5 separate regions of the Mus musculus genome follow, and all the other regions are linked to region 3. A link is a contact called in public promoter capture Hi-C data. All regions are on one chromosome and are shown on one strand. Each heading gives the region's core, a stretch centred on a gene start, on an enhancer-like site or on the middle of the called end of the contact. The rest is flanking DNA. Distances are from core to core; before and after follow the strand shown.

The links. Promoter capture Hi-C pulls out the DNA fragments that hold promoters and counts their contacts. Capture Hi-C pulls out chosen DNA fragments and counts their contacts.
Region 1: a contact with region 3 is called in a promoter capture Hi-C map of stem cell-derived epiblast-like cells, with 4 times the contacts expected there. The contact joins the promoter of Nos3 here to the promoter of Fam126a in region 3. A contact is called at or near these places in 7 of 39 promoter capture datasets (the 3T3-L1 cell line, cranial neural crest, embryonic stem cells and 2 more), 2 of 484 Hi-C or Micro-C datasets (CD4 T cells and embryonic stem cells), 1 of 115 datasets of contacts at active chromatin or transcription factors (embryonic stem cells) and 1 of 9 other capture datasets (macrophages).
Region 2: a contact with region 3 is called in a promoter capture Hi-C map of liver. The contact joins the promoter of Cdk5 here to the promoter of Fam126a in region 3. A contact is called at or near these places in 1 of 39 promoter capture datasets (liver), 2 of 484 Hi-C or Micro-C datasets (CD4 T cells and CD8 T cells), 2 of 115 datasets of contacts at active chromatin or transcription factors (bone marrow-derived macrophages and pancreatic cancer cells) and 1 of 9 other capture datasets (liver).
Region 4: a promoter capture Hi-C map of liver shows a contact between it and region 3, with 2.1 times the contacts expected there. The contact joins the promoter of Srpk2 here to the promoter of Fam126a in region 3. A contact is called at or near these places in 6 of 39 promoter capture datasets (the 3T3-L1 cell line, cranial neural crest, hippocampal neurons and 3 more).
Region 5: a promoter capture Hi-C map of the SN4741 cell line shows a contact between it and region 3, with 2.7 times the contacts expected there. The contact joins the promoter of Gbx1 here to the promoter of Fam126a in region 3. A contact is called at or near these places in 2 of 39 promoter capture datasets (the SN4741 cell line and stem cell-derived epiblast-like cells) and 1 of 9 other capture datasets (embryonic stem cells).

Annotation. Positions count from the first base shown.
Region 1 is chr5:24,363,494-24,367,727 of GRCm38.p6, forward strand. Nos3 (nitric oxide synthase 3, endothelial cell) reads left to right here and starts at 1,326. Exons shown (of 26, transcript NM_008713.4): 1 at 1,326-1,508; 2 at 3,267-3,369; 3 at 3,705-3,853; 4 at 3,988-4,150. The coding sequence starts at 1,345.
Region 2 is chr5:24,421,651-24,425,810 of GRCm38.p6, forward strand. It overlaps Cdk5 (cyclin-dependent kinase 5), which reads right to left and starts at 1,914. Exons shown (of 12, transcript NM_007668.4): 1 at 1,799-1,914; 2 at 1,148-1,236; 3 at 998-1,065; 4 at 848-908; 5 at 682-738. The coding sequence starts at 1,835. Slc4a2 (solute carrier family 4 (anion exchanger), member 2) reads left to right here and starts at 3,582. Exons shown (of 23, transcript NM_009207.3): 1 at 3,582-3,785.
Region 3 is chr5:24,027,978-24,031,981 of GRCm38.p6, forward strand. It overlaps Fam126a (family with sequence similarity 126, member A), which reads right to left and starts at 2,713. Exons shown (of 11, transcript NM_053090.3): 1 at 2,502-2,713.
Region 4 is chr5:23,673,395-23,677,367 of GRCm38.p6, forward strand. Srpk2 (serine/arginine-rich protein specific kinase 2) reads right to left here and starts at 2,573. Exons shown (of 16, transcript NM_001359173.1): 1 at 2,464-2,573; 2 at 2,326-2,380. The coding sequence starts at 2,479.
Region 5 is chr5:24,524,072-24,528,316 of GRCm38.p6, forward strand. Gbx1 (gastrulation brain homeobox 1) reads right to left here and starts at 2,777. Exons shown (of 2, transcript NM_015739.2): 1 at 2,040-2,777. The coding sequence starts at 2,745.

The sequences.
Region 1 (4,234 bases), core at 76-2,575, 330 kb after region 3:
CCCAAAGATTTAAGTCAGTAGGGACAGGCAGGGGGTCTCAAGGCCAGGCACCTGAAAGAAAACTGGTGTGAGTAAGAGCCACCTGCTGACCCTCTGTTCCCAGCCCCCACCAGTCACCCAGGGAGCCCAGAGCACTCATATCCAAGGATAGGTGGCTCCCTACTTGTGAGGCCCCTTCACCTCTACCTGCCCTGCCCCAAACTAGTGGACCCCACCTTTTTAGTGACCCCAAAGATCAGCACGGCCCATTCCTTCCGGCCATTCCTGCCAGTCCCCCACCCAGGCCCACCCCAATCTTTCCCTCCCCTGCTTTTCCAGAGTCCAGCCAACACAAATCTGCATGTTTGTTTGTCTGCCTGTCTGCCTCTCCCAGTCGCTGCCTCTCCCTGTCTCTAAATTTCTGGGGGTTTTGTTTTGTTTTGTTTTTCTCTTAGTTTCTTTTTTGAGGGGCCTCTGAGGTCTCAAACTCACAAGGTTCCCAATCCTCTACACCCAAATACCTAGCTCCTCGCTTTCTGTCAGCTGCAGATAGTACAGAACTATAAACTCCAACACGCATGGCTGCCTAAGGTGCCCAAAACGTGCTGGTATGGATCTCCCTGCACTCTGGGAATTGTAGTTTGCCTAGTCCACGCTCAGTGTCCACTCCCTCTACCCCCAAAATCTCCTCTGTGGGCCATCTGCCTCTGCCCTGGTGGCTAGGTCTCTCCACTGACCTGCTGCCCCAGGGAAACAGGACACTTGACAGGATTGGAGGGGGAGGCCCTGGATGGCAGCTTCCTGCTCCTTTGTGTCCCCATTTGAGTCATGGGGTGTGGGTTCAGGAAATTGAGATGATACCCTAAAACCAGGAACAAGGACAAAATGTCACTGCATCCTTGCTGAACCCGTGTCCCCAAGTTCCCAAAGGACTCTGAGATAGGAGAGGAGCAAGGGTGAACCTTGAGATCTCTGTGGTCACAGGAATATGATATTCCGTTGCTCTGGTACTCATCCAGTGCTCAAAGCCCTCCCACTGTAGCCTAGCACCATCAAAGCATCTTTCCCACCCTCTAGCAGACAACCCACCATTCCCCGGTCTCCAACGGACACCTGGGTTCCCACTTATCAGCTCTAGCCCTCATGGCGGAACCCAGGCGTCCGGCCTCCCACCCTCTGGGTCAGCGGGCATGAAGCCGAGGTTTTAGAGCCTCCCTGCCGGCCTTGTTCCTGTCCCATTGTGTGTGGGACAGGGGCGGGGCGAAGGCCAGCATCTGAGAGCCCCCTCCCACCACCCCCCTCCCTGCTTCCTAAGGAAAAGGCCAGGACTCTGCTGAGCAGTCGGCAGAGTTGAGGTCAGCTGGCATGGGCAACTTGAAGAGTGTGGGCCAGGAGCCTGGGCCACCCTGTGGCCTAGGGCTCGGGCTGGGTTTAGGGCTGTGCGGCAAGCAGGGCCCAGCCTCTCCAGCACCGGAGCCTAGCCAGGCGCCAGCACCCCCGTCCCCAACCCGACCAGCACCAGACCACAGGTGAGGGGCACGTGGCTATGCGCAGGTAAGATCTATGAGTAAAGGGGTTGTATGGAGGACTGAGGCCTGGCTCTGGGAAGAGCCAGAAGGACCAGGCTACCGATGCCAAAAGCTCCTAATGTGAACAGAACAGAGCGAGATGGCATGGCTGAGGAGAGGCCGGGAGCGAGGCCATCAGGTATTGGGTAAGAGGAGACAAGAGGCTGCGACAGAACTGGGCCAGAGTTTGAGTGTTGGTCCATGTCAAGAACTGGTCAACCTCAGACAAGTTACTTAACCTCCCTGAGCCTCTGTGTGGATAAAAGGTGGACTCCGCAGCACTCACCTCTTGGGGCTGTAAGTTTCCAGTTTAATGGAAGCCTCTACAAACAGTAGTAATAGCTACTTAACTGGAGAAGACAGGGGCAGGGGACGGGCACACTATGTGTGGGGTTTCAAAGAACAGCAGAGATCTGGGGCCTGAGATGCAAACTCTTGGGTCGGGGGGCCAAGGCAAAGCTGCTAGGTTCCTCTCCTGCTTAAGGATTCCCTCCTTCTGCCCTGAGCCGCAGACAGACCTGCAGCCCTAGCCCTCAAAAACATCCCTGAAGAGAAGAAAATGAAAAATTCCAGTGGGTTCAGGCCAAGGGGCTCCTGCCAAGCCTGAGGGTCCAGTGCTGCGGCTCAGGGCCCCAAGTCCCTCCCTTCCTCCTGCACAGGCAGGCGGTTCTGGGAGGAAGTGATAAGGCTTCAGGGCTTCCCTTCACACTAGGGCTGCTGTCAAGAGGGCTGGGAGTGGGAGTAAAATCAGAGCAGAGGAATCCCTGCAGGGGGCTTCCCTCAGCTCGGCCCTAAAGCTGGGCAGCGGCTACTCCATTTCCAGTTGCCCAAATCTGATCCTTAAGATGGAGTAGCATGAAGAATGGTGGCCTAGGGGCCACTGTGGTGAAGTATAACTATAATCCCAGCAGTTGGGAGGTGGAGGCAGGAAGATTCTAGCCATCCTCAGCTAGACAGACCTTGAGACCAGCCAGGCCTGTTTCAACAACCCCCCAGCACACACCCAAGAGGTTATTTCACTCATGGTCCAGAAACTGGAACAGCTATGAGCATGGCACAACCACCTGCTCTGATGGGTCGTCATGCACCATCTCAGGTGAGGCAAGGGCATTCCGAGGTGAGCACCCAGACCAAGCAAGGAGGCCAAAGAGCAAGCTCTCGCTTTTTATTTTTTATTTATTTATTTATTTTTAAATAACAAAGGTACTCCACTAGAACCCAGTCAGTCTGCCGTAACAGGAGGAATCTACCACCTCTCCACTCAATCGCAGCTTCTCAACTCTTCTCTAGGATCCAAACTTCCAACTTAATAAAGCTAGGAAACACATTCAAACTAAAAGAACTTCAGGTGTAAAAGACACAAAATAGGTTCTGCGCAGGGAGTGAGGACCAGTCTGGGCCAGCACTCCAAGCCTAGAGGGTGGCCTGGTGGTGGTGGGAAACGAGATAGTGGCTCACAGCACACATCAACTCTCTTGTACTCCCTTGCTGGGTGCGTCATTTGACCACGCCTTGAAGCCTTTAAGTGGGGGCACAGAAGGTACTGCCCACCTCCTAAGGCTGTTGTGAGAGCTGACAGAAAGTGTCAGGAAGAGGAGGGTGGGCAACGACCCTGTAGGGTTACTGATGCCGTACAGTGCTGCCCTTGAACAGTGATGGGGAGGCCTAAAGGAGACAAACTTCTCACCCATGACTCTATGCATTCCTGGCCCACAACAGCCCCCCGCTAACCCGGCCCCCAGACGGACCCAGGTTTCCTCGAGTAAAGAATTGGGAAGTGGGCAGCATCACCTACGACACCCTCAGTGCCCAGGCTCAGCAGGTAAGGACAGGTCCTGCCCGTGTTTCTAGGCCTGGTCCCAGATCAGGACCCAAACCAAGAAACTCCACTTTGTTCACATTTGGCCCTTGTCTGCAGAGAGTAGTGAAAGCCAGGAAGGACCAGAGGGATCAAGGGGCATTGCAAGAACTTCAGCAAGCCTTTGGCCCTGAGCCCCAAGCCCTAAGCAACCAATCTCATCCCATTTCCATTATCAGCCCTGCTCTGAGCCCTTGCTTTCCCGAGCCCGCCTCCCTCTGCCCTTGCTAACTAACCACAGCTCACTCATCCTGTACTATGACCTGATCCTGGCCTTTGTGTCCCCTGTTCTGGTTCAGGATGGGCCCTGTACCTCAAGACGCTGCTTGGGATCCCTGGTGTTTCCAAGGAAGTTACAGAGCCGGCCCACCCAGGGCCCTTCACCCACTGAGCAGCTATTGGGTCAAGCCCGGGACTTCATCAATCAGTACTATAACTCCATCAAAAGGTGGGTCCCCTTACACCCCAACACCCTGACACTTGAGTGGAGAAGCCTCCAGATCACCACTCACACCTCATTCCCCAGCCGGATTCACCGGCCTGAGACCAAGGATCGTTCCCCCTCTCCCCCCTTCTCCCCAGGAGTGGCTCCCAGGCTCATGAGCAGCGGCTTCAGGAAGTGGAGGCTGAGGTGGCAGCCACAGGCACCTACCAGCTCCGGGAGAGCGAGCTGGTGTTTGGGGCCAAGCAGGCCTGGCGCAATGCTCCCCGCTGTGTGGGCCGGATCCAGTGGGGAAAGCTGCAGGTATAACCAGCTGGCACGATAGATACCAGGGGCCTGAACAGATCCAGGAAGCTCCTGAGGCCTCCCTGAGGGACGGATGTGAGG
Region 2 (4,160 bases), core at 664-3,163, 390 kb after region 3:
AGAATAGTGACTGGTACACAGCAAAACCTTCAGCAAATACTTATTATGTTGGCTTCTCTCTCTCTTTCTCTAAGATTTACTTTATTTAAAAATTACGTACGTATGTGTATACATCCATGCATGCACATGTGTGTCAAGGGGAGGAGGGTGTGCACATGAGTGCAGGTGCCCTTGAAGGCCAAAAGTGGGTACTAGATCCCCTGGGTCTGGAGTTACAGGTGGTTGTGAGCTACATCAGTTGGGTGCTAGAAACTGAATTCACATCATCAGGAAGAGTAGCCATCTGTCCAATCCCTTTTGTCTTGATTTTGCTTTGATGTTTAAGACAAGGCCCTGCTTTGTATCTCTGGCTAGTCTTAAACTTGAGATGGCCCTGCCTCAGCCTTATGAGTGCTCAAGTTAGAAGTATGGGGCACTATGCAGGCCCGGGATTTGTTGAATGCAGGAGATAGTCTCTCCTGTGTCTCATCTCTGGAGTGCAAATGACATCATTGAAATCAGATACTGTCTGTGCAAATCAAAGGCAATCACATAAATAACGTTCACCAAGGCAAGTAGTCCTTGGTAGGCAGAAACAGGGTTCCCCTGGTACCCCAGCGCCCCAACCTGGCAGTCAAAGAGTGCTGATATTTATATAGGCATACCCAGGTGCCACAAATCCCTAGACATCTTTCCTCTCACCTTCACAATCTCAGGGTCCAGGTCACCATTGCAGCTGTCGAAATATTTCTTCAGGTCCTAAATAGAGGTTGCAGTGAGGAGAAGAGGACCGAGTTCAACCTTAGTCTGGACTCCTATACCCTCCCATGATAAATATGCCCCGCCCCCCCCCAAGCCCCTCTTTCACCTGATCACAGAACTCAAAAACCAGTGTCAGCTTCTTGTCACTATGCAGGACATCATGAAGCCTAGGGAAAATGAAAGGCTTAGCCACATCTCCAAGTTGGCCTCTAACATCCCAATACCAGCCCAGTCTAATAAGGAGGTTCTATCCTACCTGACAATGTTTTTGTGCTTCAGTTCTTTGAGTAGACAGATCTCCCGGAGGGCTGAACTTGGCACACCCTACAACATGCAAGGGGGTAATAGTTACACGAAACCCAAGACAGACTTTAGACCCCCCCTCCCTCCCAGGCCCTAGGCCTACCTCATCGTCATCATCCAGCCTGACACGCTTCAGAGCCACAATCTCATGAGTTTCCCGGTTTTTAGCCTTGAACACAGTTCCATAGGTGCCTAGAGGAAGGTTGGGGGTGAGGGAGAGGATCCTTCTCAATATCTTAGTGTGTAAGGGTAAGTTCTCAGGGCAAAGGCCAGATGTGGAGTAGTTTTGTGAGTGAGGATGCCAAGGAGAAGGTGCCTAAAATAACTCAAGGCTTCAGCTGCAGGGAGAATCTGCCATAAACTCCCGGGTCGGGGGTAGGGTCGGGGGGTATCGAGGAGTCACCTAGGGGAGGAACGAAGGCCTGCAAAAATGTTAAGGTTGGAGGTTCTGCAATGAATTGAAGCAGGAATCCCAGGTGAGGTTTGCAAGTGATGCTGGGGCTAGGGACGAGAAATGCAGGAAGTGCCGCGGTTAGGAAGGCTGGTCCACAGAGATTGCTAAGGCTAAGAGCAAGAGTTTGCCGCAGATGCTAACACAGGGTTCGTTTCTGCACTGGGTGAGGGACTCAGCGGCCAGGGCTTTTGGCTAGTGCTGAGGTCGGAGCCTGCCGGTATAGCTGACGGTAAGGGAGCTGGGACTGCAAGTAGGGTCTTCAGAAAAAGACCTTGCAGGAACATCTCGTGGTTCCATTACCTTCCCCAATCTTCTCCAGTTTCTCGTATTTCTGCATTGCAGCGGCCGCGGGGACCCCTGCGGGCCCTCGGTTCTAAGACTCCCGGCCCTGGCGTTGCAGAGGAGGTGGTACTCACAGCTCCAGCCCCGCCCACCTGCTCACCACGCACTGGCATCTGGGACTTGTAGTCCCGGGGAAGCCATAGTTCCCAAGAATGCCTGTGGCGGAGGACACGCGGACTACAAAGTCCAACAGGCTGCGCTCGGGCTCTCTGCAGCGATCAACTCCAGGGACTCGTTTCCATCGCGGAGGCAAACCTTAAACTTCAACTCCCAGGAAGCATCGCGTGTCGGGCGTCTCCGCCAAGGCGCGGAGGCTCCCAGTGTGCCCCGCTCTTGTTATTATTCCTTTTCTGTGCTCACAGCCTTCCAGAAAAGGGCCTCTCCGGGACTACGCGTTCCAGAATACAGTGAGGGTGGGGGTGGGGTGCTCTCTGCTTGAAGTTTGCGTTTGACGGCCTAGATCCCGAGCGCTGTTGGCCCGGCTCTGACCTGGTTGGGTGTTTTGAGTCACCAGCGACCTCCTGACAGCTTCAGCACTAGTTTTCACCTCTCCTAGGCCACCTGGTGACCCCAGGACTGATTGGGGAATGATTCTGAGCGATGTCTTACTGCTGATGACCTCACAGGGACCAGCTGACCACAGGGCTGGGCAGCGAGACAGGTGTGCCCCGTTAGAGTCTGGATTTGAGTGGAAGGACACACGCCAGAGTCCCCTCTTTCTGCTGGGCCCATTTTATCGTCTCGAAACCCACCGGACTCCAGCGGCTCCACTTTGACATGCCGAGGCCAGCTGACTGGAGCCTGGGTGTCCCCCAGATCCCAGTCTTCAGAGCAGGCCCACTGGAGTCAGCCAGGGTGTGGCCCACGAAGACTGGCAGGTCAGTTACTTCCCTCAACAGACAAGACCACAGACAGTTGCTACACTTGGAGCAAGCAGCCTTTACCTCATCCTATAAAGGAGTTGATTATAGATTTTCTTGCACTACTCTCTAATTGTCTCATGATTGCATTCTTGAGGGCTGTGAACCGGGCGAAAATGGCCCCAAACAGCATTCCTCAGCGCGGAACCAGAGTAGGCGCTAACCGTTTGTCAATTAACTCACTTAAATCTGAGTGCTTTTGCATAAACAATATTGTGATTTACCCACGTGGCAGACTGAAGACGCATAAAGTGTATTCTTTATCTGAAATAATTGATAACTTAGTTGAGAAAACATGATGACACGCAAGGGTCTTTCAAATAGAGGTGTCAGCTATGAATAGGTTTCCATTTAGCCCGGAGGTAGTTCTAGCGAAAGGGAGGAATCTTCAACAAGTTGTCTTGTTTTCCATCAGTTCAGGGTCTTGGCCACCCAACCCCACCCACTCATTACTCCACATTCGCCTGCCACCCGTTCTCTCAAGCAGACACCGGGGCTTTCTTGGTGTTTCAGTGGTGTTATTTGGGCGGGGGCTCTGCAGAACCTTAACGTCAAAAAATCTGTAGTTCGACTCCCTGCATCTCAATTTCCTGGCCTACTCCACGCCCTCGATCCCCAACGTAAAGCTGGCTTCTTTCCTCACAGAGGTGGCTCACTAAAGCTAAGAGAAGGCGAGCCCGGAGCTTCGCCGCGGGTGGCGGGGGGGGGGGAACAGCCGGAAGGCCGCGCCGGCGGTGTCGGCGGTGTCGGGCTGTGCCTGGGAGCGCGCCCCCGCCGCGGAGGCTCAGCGTCCGCTTTCCGCCTCTCAGCTAGCCGCGCCGGGGGCGCGCACGGCGCGCTGCGGGGGGCGCGCACGCTGGAGGCTGGCCTGCCCGCAGCGCGGGGGAAAGTTGAGTTGGGAGAAGTTGGGAGCGGCGGGGGCGCGCCCCGGGGTGGGCACCGGGAAATCGTCGGGAGCGCGCGAGGGTTCCGGAGGATCAGGGGAGACCCGGAGACCCCCGGGACACGAAATCTAGAGCTAGCGGGTAAGCAGTTAGGTGGCGGAGAGGGAGGGTGAGGGCCGCGGAGGGGGGGGGGGGACTGGAGACTCGGGCGCCGAGGGAGTGGAACTGGAGGAAAGGGCGGGGACTGGGGCGCAGGGAGCGAGGTTTTAGGGAGAAGGATGGGGAGGCGAGTGGGAGTACGGGTCGGAAGCGAGATTCCGTGGTCCGCCTCTTAAGAGTTACCTAAAGCCAAGGTGCCGCGCCCCCTGTCACCAGGAGCGGGTAGTCTCAGGGAGCTACTGCCTTCAGCTCGCTCTCCCACTCCCGTGAGGGTTCCAGACGACCCTGTGCCCCAGAAACTCGCCACTTTGTGGGTTGCCTGGGACCGCAACTCCTCGGATCTCGGGATTGAGAGAT
Region 3 (4,004 bases), core at 1,463-3,962:
TATTCATGCATGCACAAACATGAAATTCTTTCGACCTATGCTCTACTGTGGGGGGCTTCTTATAAAAGACTTACTTTACATGTCTGAGTGTTTTTTTCTGCAAATGTGTGTGAAAAACACGAGTGCCTGGTGCCTCTGAAGGTCAGAAGAAGGCATCTAATCTGGAACTGGAGCTAAGAATGGTTGTGAATAGCAACCATGTGGGTACTAGGAACCAAACCAGAGTCCTCTGCAAGAACAAGTGCTCTTAATTACAGAGCCAGTTCTCCTGCCCCTCAAGTGGTTTTTCAACCATGTTCACACATTAAAAATATCTAGGAAATCAACAATATGTTTAAAAACATAAACTTTACAGGAAAGTATCCAATACCAACAGAAAGTGTTCCCTAAGAATCAGAAGGAAACAAAGGATACAAACAATCTTAGGAGGTGATATGTGGGTTTGTTATTTTAATTGTGGCAATGATTTTATAAATATTAACATATTAAATATTAAGTGTCACAATTGAAATATGTATGTATTATACTTCAGAGAGTTCTTGTTTAATTAAATGCTGTTGTCTAGGTCCTATCCTGCCCTTGCTGGAAACAGGGTGGGGAAGGTTCCTTCTGAGAGTAAAAATTTTAAGTTCTGCAAAATACTATATGTGGCCAAGACAGAGAAATGCTATTCCATAGCCAGCATTTTCTCCTTTCTTTCCTTCCATTTTCTTGAAAAGTCTCACTCACACATCTCTACTTTATTGCCATAAGTAATCTTATGACTGGTTTTGGAGCTACACTCTTAAAAGTCACCTATGAAGATTTCTTAGGCTTGATTACAAATAGGCAACAGGATGCTGAATAAAAGTGAACTAGAAGATATACTTAAACTTATTGTCAAAATTACACCATTCTTTAAAAATGTAACCAAAGGGGATTTTATAAAATAGAAGAATAAAAACAAACAAAAAAGTAGAAAAAGGAAAGCAGGGTCCTTCAGTATGGCTCTGGTGGTAAAAGCTCTTGCCACCAAGCCTGATGAAAGGAAAGACAGAACTCTGTCTGCATTGACCCAACCCAGTCTCCACCTGGCATGCATACCCAGAGACTGTAGCTACTGATTATTAACGGGATTTCTAATTTGTTTCTGGAAATAATGTTAATAAATCAAATGACTGTAAAATGAGTCAATTGTAGAGTCTGGTTTCTAAATACATGCTGGGCTTCCCCCTTACTACTAAAGTGAAATTATCTGAATACTTGATTTTGATACCACTCCTGACAAAGAAACCTTTCCCCTTTCTTGTCCTTCAGTGTACTTCAAAAACGTGATACAAAGAGTCATCTTATAAACCTTAAAATGTATTCACCTAAAGGGGAAAAGTGGTCACAAACGATCGGGGGTGGGGGTTGGGGGGAGGAGGCTGGTGCCATTGGCAACAGAGCAGTCCTAGGAAAACACACCTCCCAGAACTATCGCATTGTTTCAAGGTTACCCTAATCTTTGTGGCTTTATGTAGATAAAAGTTGTAACAACTGAAAACCTCAAACTGCAACGCGTGGCATGAACCACAGGGCTGGCACATCTCCTGCAAAACCTACCTTGTTACCCAAAGGACACCCAGTGTACAGAAAGCCAGTGTTACCCTGCATGCAACCAGTAGCAGTCTCTGTATCGCAGCAGCACTCCCCCTACCTGAGCAGTGGAGCCGCTGCCCGCGTGCAATAGCGTTTTATCCCAGAAGCGATTCAGTGCAGTGCAAAACCACTAGGGCCAAATTCTTCAGGAACCTCTAAACTCTAAAGGTACAAAGCAAACACATGCACGCTGCAGGGCAGAGACCCAGTTTTGCTGAAGCTTGCAAACCTGGGGTGTTTTCGTGCGGGGAGGGGGGGGGCAAGGAAGGAAAAAAGAACGAAAGGAAGAAAAGAAAGAAAAAAGAAAGAAGCTTACAAAAAAACAAAAACAAAAAACCGTTCAGTGGACAGAAAACCCTGTCGATCCTCGAGGGCGGTCACAGCAGCCGCAGAAGAGGCAGAACTCCAGGGTCCAGCGCGGCGCAGGCAGAAGAGGAGCTCTCCTGGTGGTGGACAGACAGACCGGTCTGGCACTCCGAACCCCCAGCCCCACGGGATTCAAGACCCGAGCGAGCACCGCTCTGAAGAGCACCGGGTCTGCGGAGCCAGCGTGGGCGGCGAGGCCAGGCTTTGGGCGGCGCGGACGGGTGGGCAGTGGCCATAGGCTACGGTGGGCTCTGTGCTAGGCCGACCCTGGGGCACCCCCAGCTCATCGCCCAACCGGGAACGGAGCCTCGTTCACAGCGGGCAGCCGGCCGCGGCCAACTTAGGGTTCTCGGGCCGCGCCTCGCGCGGGAGCCGTTACCCGCAACGGGCCGCCGCCCCAGGACGAAGTCCTACCCGCCGCCGGCAACAGCTTCAGCCCCGCTCCTCCCAGACCAAAGAAAGTTCTCGGTCTCCCGGCGCCTCAGGGGCCGGCGTACGGCTCGCGGCAGACTCACCAGAGCAGCTCCGGACCTACCGCGGCCTCCCCCCACGACCACGGCGACCACGGCGACCACGGCGACCGGGCGACTGCGCTCCGCCGGCAGCCGCGCCACCTGCCCCTCTCCTTCTAGCAGCACGAGTCCGGGCGAGCCATCTTCCCTCCTCTCTCTGACTGACAACCCAGCCCGGACAGCCGCCACTGCCGCCAGCCTCTCTGACAGGCACCACCAGAGACCCGTCCCCAAGCAGCCAACCACCACCGTCCCACACTGGATCAGCCTATCACTGACCCCCAGGGTGGGCCCAGAACAACTTCTCCACCAATGAGAATCTGAAACTATTGATGGGGGGGGGGCGATTTGAGTGGGCGTGGTCTGCGCGATGGGCGTGGTCCGGGAACGCCCAGGGGAGACGATTGACTGTGTGGTTAGTGGTGACAACTAAGAAGTTCCATGAAGGTCTCAGGATCTCTCTGAGCCCTTTAGACCTTAAGTCTTACCAGATGCTTTAAAACGTAATCAGAAAAGGACAGCAAGCTGATATTCAATTACTCGAATCATTTCCCAAAAGTATATCAAAATTTGACCGGATTCTGGGGGGTGTGTGTGGGGTGTGTGTGTGTGTGTGTGTGTGTGTGTGTGTGTGTGTGTCTGTGTGTGTGTGTGTGTGTCTGTCTGTCTGTCTGTCTGTCTGTCTGTCTGTCTGTGTCTGTGTGATTTCGGAAATAGCAATTAAAATACTACCTTTTCTTATGTTCATTGCTTTTGACTTTAGCCTTGAAAATTTCAAATATGGTGTCTAAAAGACAACTGAAGAGTTAAAAAAAATATTACTGCTTTTGCACCCATGTGGAAGCTCACAACCTCTATAACTTCAGTCTCAGGGGATCAGTAGCCCTCTTCTGGCCTCTGCCCTCATCCAGGTACACATGCACCTAACACACACACACACACATAAATTAAAAGAATTTTAATAGTAAAAGGGAGGATGGAGAGTTGGCTCAGAGCTTAAGAGCACTTGCTGATCTTCCAGATGAATGGGGTTCAGTTCCCAGCACCCACATCAGGACTCTAGTACAGCAGATCTGACACTTCTGGCCTCGAAGGTATCTGCACACATATGGTACACATACATACATACACACTCAGCCATACATATATACACATTAAATAAATAAATATTTTTCTTTAGAAAAAAATTAAGTATATTTCTCTACTTTTTTCCATAAGCCATTTTTCGTCTTCCACACCTACTTATCCTACAGATAACGTTTTATATATATATATATATATATATATATAGCCAATACAGCATATGCTCCGAGCTCCCCCTATTACAACCCTCTCAACTCAAATCTGGTTGAATTAGAAAGAAAGAGAGAGAGAGAGAGAGAGAGAGAGAGAGAGGAAGGAAGGAAGGAAGGAAGGAAGGAAGGAAGGAAGGAAGGAAAGAAAGAAAGAAAGAAAGAAAGAAAGAAAGAAAGAAAGAAAGAAAGAAAGAAAGAAAGAAAGAAAGAA
Region 4 (3,973 bases), core at 1,323-3,822, 350 kb before region 3:
TGTCTCATCATCAGGACTCTTCAATGTAGATTTAAACAAGGCGGGTGATTCTAACCTGTCAGAGCTGTCTGTGAAATGAAGAAAACCTAAGACCCCAGCTTCCTCAAGTCCCTTCTCTCCAGTGCTAGTCCTTGAACCTAGAAAGCAGTTTTGCATTTATCATGTCTGATGACAGGCTAGCTCTGTCCTCACTCCCACCCCATCCCCACACGCAGACAACACCTTGTGCTGAAAGCTACAATTAAACCCAAGCATCCACTCAGACAGCTGCTAAATTTCCATGGTTCACCAAAAGAAAAACTTAGGGTTTTCATTAGTTAGAACCAGCACTACTTTTTAAGGTTTTCTTTTATGAATTTTGCCTACATGTATATATGTTTAATACATGTATGCAGCTGCCCATCAGACACCCTGGAACTGAGGATAGTGATGGTTGTGAACCATGATTTTGGTGCTAAGAACTAACCAGGTACCTCTGCAGGAGCAAGAAGCTCTTAACTACTGAGCCACGATAGCACTTTGAGGGGTGGGAGGGTGAAACAGGGTTTCTCTGTATAGCCCTGGCTGTCCTGGAACTAGCTCTATAGATCAGGCTGGCCTCAAAACTTACAGAAACTCTCCTGCCTCTGCCTCTCCAGTGTTGGAATTAAAGGTATGTACCATCACTGCCCCGGGGAAATAGAACTAGTTTTTAAAAAGCATAAACTATCAGAAGCCTACATTGAGTTTCAGCATTTTAAATATCCCATATCTGATATCTGAGCCAGGGAGATGGCTCAGGGTAACAGTGCTTATCACCATGCCTGACAATTGGAGTTCAATCCCACAGACCTACACATAACAGAGAATCAATCCTTTTCTCTTTCTTTCTTTCTTTCTTTTTCTTTTTTTTTTTTTTTCCTACAGACCCAGTATTCCCAGGTAGTCTCCCATCTGAATACTAACCAGGCTTGATCTTGTTCAGTTTCCGAAGCTATGGTCAGAGAATCAAACGCTGAAAGTTGTTCCTTGACTTCCACAGGTGTCAAGGCTCTTACACATCCAAACCCAAACACACACACAAAATAATAAAAATAAAAACCTTTTTTAATTTTCAATGTTTACCTTCCAATTTTCAAGTCTTTTTGCCTCCTAAAAATAGATTTCTTTCATATTTATATATCCACATCTTAGGAAATCCTATACATACAGTCAAGTTATATTCAATTTTGAATGAAGACAATCCTGCCAGTTTTCCTAGATGTCACCAAATGTGTGGGAAATCCCTGCTGGGCCAATACAAATTATAACCACCACCTAAGAGAGCAGAGGGTTATCCCACCCCTTGCAAAATAAAGATAGACAAATATTTCGTAATTTTATTAAAGGCGAATTCTGTCTTTCTCTATAGTACCAAAGACACCACACAAATTTCTTGCGCAAAAGGAACAGCGAAGCAAACAATGTGAGCAAAGATGTTGATAGCTGGTCCAGCAAACCCAGAGAGAGAGGAAAGAGAAACACGCGGCGGCGCTCTGACGCCTAGGAAAACCCAGCTCTCGGGGAAAGGCTTCTCCGACAGCAGCTGCCCAACTGGGCTGCAGGTCCAGGCTGGAGGTGGCTGGCGCTGGCACATTTGAAATATCATAGTCGGTGGATCCAGTCCGGAGCACCACGCGGGACCCGCCCGCGCACACACCCACAGCCCACTGCAGCAAGCGACCTGGGCGCAGCCGCAGCACGCAAGTAACGCTCGACCCGAGCAGAAAGTTTCGAATGAAAAACCCGAGCGCCGAAACGCACCGGTCCCGGAGCTGAACTCACGCCAGGAACAACGCCCGGAGCCAAACCACTTGACAAGCAGCTCGGGTTTTCAGCTGGCTGGCCCAGGCGGGACCGGGAGGTGGCAGAGGCGGCAGCGCACTGGCTCCCGCAGCCCAGGTGTCAGCCGCGCCGCCGCCTCCCTCCCGTGCCCACTATCCGACCCGTGCGGTACAGGCACTGGGGTGCGGATCAGGGATGTGGATAAGGGGCTCAGGATACGGATCAGGGACGCCGATCCGGGGCGCGGGATGAGGATCGGGGACGCGGGGCACGGGGCACGGGGCGCGGGGTCGAGTGCAGAGCCCGGGCGGCTCGCAGGCTGACGGGCCAGGTCGCGGCTCCGGAACCCGCGGCCGCGCGCCCCTCCCCCCACCCCTCCCCCGCCGGGGCACGTAGAGCCGGCGCCGCGTCCCGGGAGACCCACCGCCCGCGGCCCGGGGACCGGGAAGCTCTGCCTGCGCGGCCGCAAGCAACATTCAGCGAGGCGGGGCGGGGTCGGGACCAAGCGCCGCGCGGACTCACTTTTTCGGATGTTTCTCTCTTTTCGGCCTCCGCTTTCGGGCCTGAATGGCCAGCACTGGGGAGAGAGAAGACACATTAACGGTCGGGTTGGCCGCCTGCGTGCCGCGAGGCGGGGCGGGGGCCGCTCGCGCCGCTCACCTTTCCTGGAGCTCATTCCGACTCGGGGCAGCCAGGCGGGGGGCTCCGCGGCGGAGGCGGCGGCGACGCGACAGTCAGCCGCACCGGGATGCAGCCTCCACTCGCTCGCCGGCCGAGGAGGCGGGAACCGCGCCTGCGCCGCCGCGGCCTCTCCCGCGGGGGCCAATGAGACCCGCCCCCGCGGCCCCGCCCCGCAGCCCCGCCCCCTCCGCGCCCCCCTCCGCAGCTCTGGAGCACGGGGGTCCGGACCCCGGCCGCGCCCTTATCACTCGCTCGGCGGCCCACCTGTGCTGAAGGGCGGTTGCGCGCTCACGGTTCCCCGCGCCCACGGCCCCCTCGCCCACGGCCTCCCGCGCCCACGGCCTCCACCTCCTTGCTTTTACGGCCGCCGCAGGCCACCCGTTCCCGGGCACTAGGCCCAGCCGCCGACCCTTCCTCCCAGCCACCGCTCCGCACCCCGGCTGGTCGTGCCGCACGCCTCTCCATGCGCTCTTCCTTGGCCAGCGCCTTGGCGGGTCTCTCGCCACCTCTCTCAGGCGGCCTCCTCTATCCCTTTGCATCTCTACATCCTTGCATCCCTATGAGCGCCGCTTCCTCCTCTCCGGCGGGCGTGGAAAGGGCACAAGACCAAGAGCTGAGGAACCTGGGTCCTTGAGTGTCTGTGTGACCTTGGAGAAGTGATTTTCCTCTCTTTTCCTACTCCATTAGGCTGCGTGAGTTTAACGAAGGAAAGATGCACACAGCTTAAATGGAAAGTTTGTCACAGAAAGCCTAATTTTCTAAATACCATGAGATAAGAGCCTAAAACAGCAATCATGCCAAAAAGTGATTTTTTTTTTCTTCCTCCTATAATGGGGAAACTAAACCCTAAATAGGTCAAACAGTTCTACCAGCCTGTATTTCTATTCAGGCCTGGCTGGTTTCTCTTTCTGCCTTCCCAGGCTACCTGGTTTCTCTTTCTACCTTCCAAGGCTATCTAAGATGCAAATCACGCTGACTGACACGTAGTTACCACTTCAGTGTTCTCTTGTCTCTTTGAACAATTACAGTATCTTAAAGATACTGGTCCTGAACACTCAGTCCTTCATTGGTTACAATTGTATCGTTGAGTTACAACTGTATCACTGAGTCTTACTCTAAAGATGTCCCAACAAACAGGAAAGGCCGCTCCAAGTTTGAAAAGATTTTACTTTCTCCATTTTTTTTTTCAAAAAATCTGAAACATACAAGAAAAATGCAGTAATCGGCACTATTAACCCACATTCACTAGGTTTTTTTTAAACGTTTCTCCACAGTTGCTCTGTGTGTGTGTGTGTGTGTGTGTGTGTGTGTGTGTATGCATATGGTGTATTTTGCTGAGTCATTCAGTAGTTTGCAGACTGTTACCCTCCACCCCAAAAGATTTCAATACATATCTACTAAAAGCAAAGATTTTTTTTTTCTACATAATCAGAACGTTATCACTCTAAGAAAATCCAATAAAATATGTTTGGCGACATTTTTTTTCCAA
Region 5 (4,245 bases), core at 1,527-4,026, 500 kb after region 3:
CTAGGCTCAACAGCAGCACTCGCGCGTGCGCATGGGCATGCACACACATGCACACACACACACACACACACACACACACACACACACAAACTTCTCTCTCTCTCTCCTCTCTCTCTCTCTCTCTCTCTCTCTCTCTCTCTCTCTCCCTCCCTCCCTCCATTTTTCTTAGATCAGGAGATGTGTTCATCCTTACTTTCTCTGTGTCTTCAGCCACTAATCGAATCAGTCCTAAAATCCCATCTAGAGAATAAGACTCCTGGTACTGAAACTCAGCTTGCCAGTGGTCTTCCTTTAGCTTTCTCCCAGCTCTCCAATGACAGAACTCTCTTCCTCGCACACTCTTTTCAGTGACTTTGCTCACTTTTATTTCAGCCCAGCCCGACTTCCTCTTCCCACAAACAGTCTATGCCCTGTTCGCAATCTCCAGACCCCACCCCCCACCACAGCTCTCTCCAGACCCCATCCCCCACCACAGGTCTTTCCTTACTTCTTTCTCAGTATTTCTCTTCTGCCCTTTTCCTCTCTGTCCATATATTTAGTTTAATTGTTGGTATCGGGTTTATTTCAGAAGAGAACCTCCATTATAGAGAGAAAGAACAGAAGGGTGCTGGCAGTGTGGGGAGGCGGATTGTTCTCCAGTGATAAGGACACACCCTCTCAGCTCAGTTCCACCTGTGGGTTCCTTCTGCCTCCCTCCAGCTCTGGGCTTTCTTATGTGTGCCTGGTTTTGTCTCCTGCCCTGTGACCTCCACAGCATCTTTTCAGTATCAAGCCCTTCTGAACTATCCCAATCCTTCCTTCTTAGGAACCTCCTGCCGGTTTCCGTCCTCCAAGCTCTGCCCTGCCCTCTGGTCTGAAGATCCTGTCTCCTAACTCTGGGAGCTCTAGTCTGCTAAGGAGATGCTGCTCTGACTTCCGATTCTCTTGGGCCAACCAGTTTGGAAAAGGAATTAGCAGAAGAATCCCCACAGCCAAAACGTCCAGAACCAAATTAGAAAAAAAAAAAAAAATAGAAGGCAGGCTTCTTGACAGCCGCTGGCATCTGAGAGTGAGCAGCGCTGAGGGCAGTTTCACAGCAGGGACATCAGGAATGGCCCGTCCTAGCCAATGATTCTTGGACCCTCTTCTTGCCTCTGCTATAGTCAGCCTCCAAATCCTTCTGGTCCTTCCCATCCCAACCTAAGTGCCATGGACTGAGAAGCAGAAATGGGCTCGTCTTAGTGTGAAGGAAGTTCCAGCCCTCTACCCTTGCACGGGCTAGCTTTCTTAATTAGAACTCACCAGATTGCAGAAACCTTGATCTCGGCACACCTGGCTCTTCCAGGCTAGGAAACCGCTCTAGAGTAGATACTGAGGTCAGGACAAGAGGGCTTCAAGGGAATGGAGTCTGATTGGGTTCGTTTACTACACCCTGTTTCTGTGGAGAAGGCATCCTCCCGGGGAGAGCTCAGGGCTCTTAAATGATGGCTCAGCTGAATCTTAGCAGGATTCTCAACTCCCAAGTCTTTATGCCACACCCAGTTCTGCCAGCCTTTAGCATTTCCAGTCCTGGCCAGCCCTGGTCCAGCACCCTCCCTGGTTCTCCAGTTTTGAGAGCGACCTCTGCTAAGGTGAAGGAAGCCACAGGCTCACCAGGCCCTGCATCCAGAAAGCCCATTCCCATCGTTGAGTGTTGAGGGGTCGATTCAGACCGTGTCCCCACATACTAAGCTGACAGTTACCCTAACATGCTGTCACCCTAGGGTCCTGCTGAGGCCCTCAAGAATACAACCTTTGAGAGGAGAAAAAACGAAGGGATTCTGAAAAAGAGATGGGGCGAGGTTTGTGGACTATAATGCCTTGAGAAACGTACTGCCGGTGAGACTTCAGGCGCTCCGGGGCAAGAGCAGGGCTTTGGGACCTGGAGATGTCCACTACTGAACACCGCGTACGATCTGGAGTCCGGCACTCCAGGGCTCCAAGCAGATGGCGGGAGTTTTGGACCGGTCTCGGATCTGGGACTTCCTGACGGTCAAACCCGTGTCGGTCCCAGCACTTACCCGGTAGACTCGGGAAAGTCTCAGAGAAGTGCGGAGGCGGGGGCGGCGGAGGTTCAGTCACTTTCTCGCGCGCGGGCAGCAGCTCCTCAGCGTCCAGCGCTCCGTCAGTGCGCCGGGCCGCGGGCTCCGGGTTGCTTCGCGAGGCGGTGGAGGCGGCGGCGGCGGCGAGCTCCGGGGGCCCGTAGTAGGCGTCCGGGGGCTCTGCGAAGCTGGGCAGCGCAGTGGTCAGCGCCACCATCGAGGGCACCGCCTGGCCCAGCCCCGCGCAGAAGGTATTGCTCAGGCGGCCGGCGAACGAGGCGAGCGGGGCGAGCGGCGGCAGGCCGGCGGGCAGCGGCGCGGGGGCCAGCGCCTGCGGCAACACGAGCGGCCGGTAGGGCATGAACATGGGGTAGCCGGTGTAGAGCAGGTGGCCCGAGCGCGGCGGCGGCGGCCCGATGAGCGAGTCGATGGAGAAGGCGGCGCCGGGGCCGCCGCTGCTCCCGCCGCTGCCCCCGGGGGCGCCGCCGCCTGCCGCTCTCTGCATGGCGCTGCCCGGGCCCCGCCGTGCGCCCCGCGCGGACACGCAGGGCTCGCTGCGGGCGCGCGGGCCGAGGTGGCGGCGGGGCGCGGGCTCGGCGCAGTGTGGCTCCGGCGCCGCGCTCTCTCGCTCATAAGGAGGGAGGGGGCGGGCGGGCGGGTTGGGGGTGTCGCCCTCCGGACTCATCCATCTTCCTCAAATTACGCTTCACTTGCTCCCTCCGCCCGCCGCCGCTCCCGGCTCCCGCGCCCCGCGCCCCGCGCCTTTTCAGTGGCCCGGCCGGCCCGGGACCCCGCCCGCCCCCCGCGGCCCAACCAACTATTATTAATGCAGATTGATGAGGCCGGACCCGCGGCTTTGTGAAAGTTTGCGGCGGGCGAGGAGGCGGCGGCGGCAGCTGGCTAGGTCCTCTCCCCGCGCCCGGACGTGCTCCCGGCTCAGCCCACGCGGCCCGGGCTCGGCGCGGCTCGAAGGGCGAGAGGAGCGCGGCAGGGCGGGGCGGGGGTGCGCAGGACGCCAGGAGCGACTCGGGGCGCACCGAGTGGCGATCCCTAGGAGCCCCGATGCGGCGCGGGGCAGCAGGGGGCGCGCTCTCCGCCCAGGGCCCCGTGCGCGCCCGGGGCCACTCGTGGGCGACCGCTTTCCTACTGTCTTCCCAGTGCCTTCGCACTCTCTGCCTGGGACTCGGTTCTCTAAGCTCTGGCTCTCGCTCCCTCTCCCTCATTTCTCCTCCATCTCCAACTTCTCGCTTATGCGGGAATTCCTGGGTGCCCACACAGGGCCAAGTACTTACCCTTCCCCCTCCTTCACCTTTCCCCATCCACCTCTCTCCCACCCTTTCCATTCTTTTTCTTCCTCTCACTTTCCTCTCTTTTAGCCGCCTTTAAAATTCCTATTCCTCTCTTTTTGATTCTCTATCCCAGTCTATTTTCTCATTCCCTGCTCTCTCTCTCTCTCTCTCTCTCTCTCTCTCTCTCTCTCTCTCTCTCTCTCTCTCTCTCTCTCTCTCTCTCTCTCTCCCCATTAATTTCCCTGATTGGCTCCCTGGCTCCAGCGCGTCTGATGAGCCCTATTCATTCTCGGGCCTGACACTCTCGACCTGCCCTGGCTGATTGCTGGGGGCTGGCCCTAGGAGCGCTGATGAGCCCCAAGGGTCAGCAGCGCTAATTATCTGCTAATTGCAGATGACTCTGCTCACCTCCCCCATTCCGCCTTGACTGTCCCCCTCCTCTGATTCCCAGCAACAGACTTGTCGTTCTAGAGGCAAAAGTCATTGGCTTTTGGCTGCATAAGCACCTCAGGTCAGAGAGTGAGAACAAGACAAGCAAGAAGAGAGGCTCAAAGTTGCAAATGGAGAGCAAGCCTGTCCAGCAAAAGTGCAGCCTTTGGACTAGGGAACTATTCAGGTGCGGTCAGGAAGAGCCTCACAGTCTAAAGGAGCAATAGCAAAGCCAGACAAATTCAACAGGATGTAGTTTAGGCGTGCGAGTGGTCCTATTTAGATATAGAGGAAAACCTACTGAGCTCCCAAAGAGGACAGAGCTGGGCTGAAGGGACTGCTGGGTCTCTGACATTTGTCCCAAGCAGAAGTATTTTATTAGCTAATGAGCAGAGCTATTGTCACAGTGATGTCAGCAGGGTAGCACTAAGGCAGGATTAAGTAAGATAAGGCTTGAACTGGTTTTG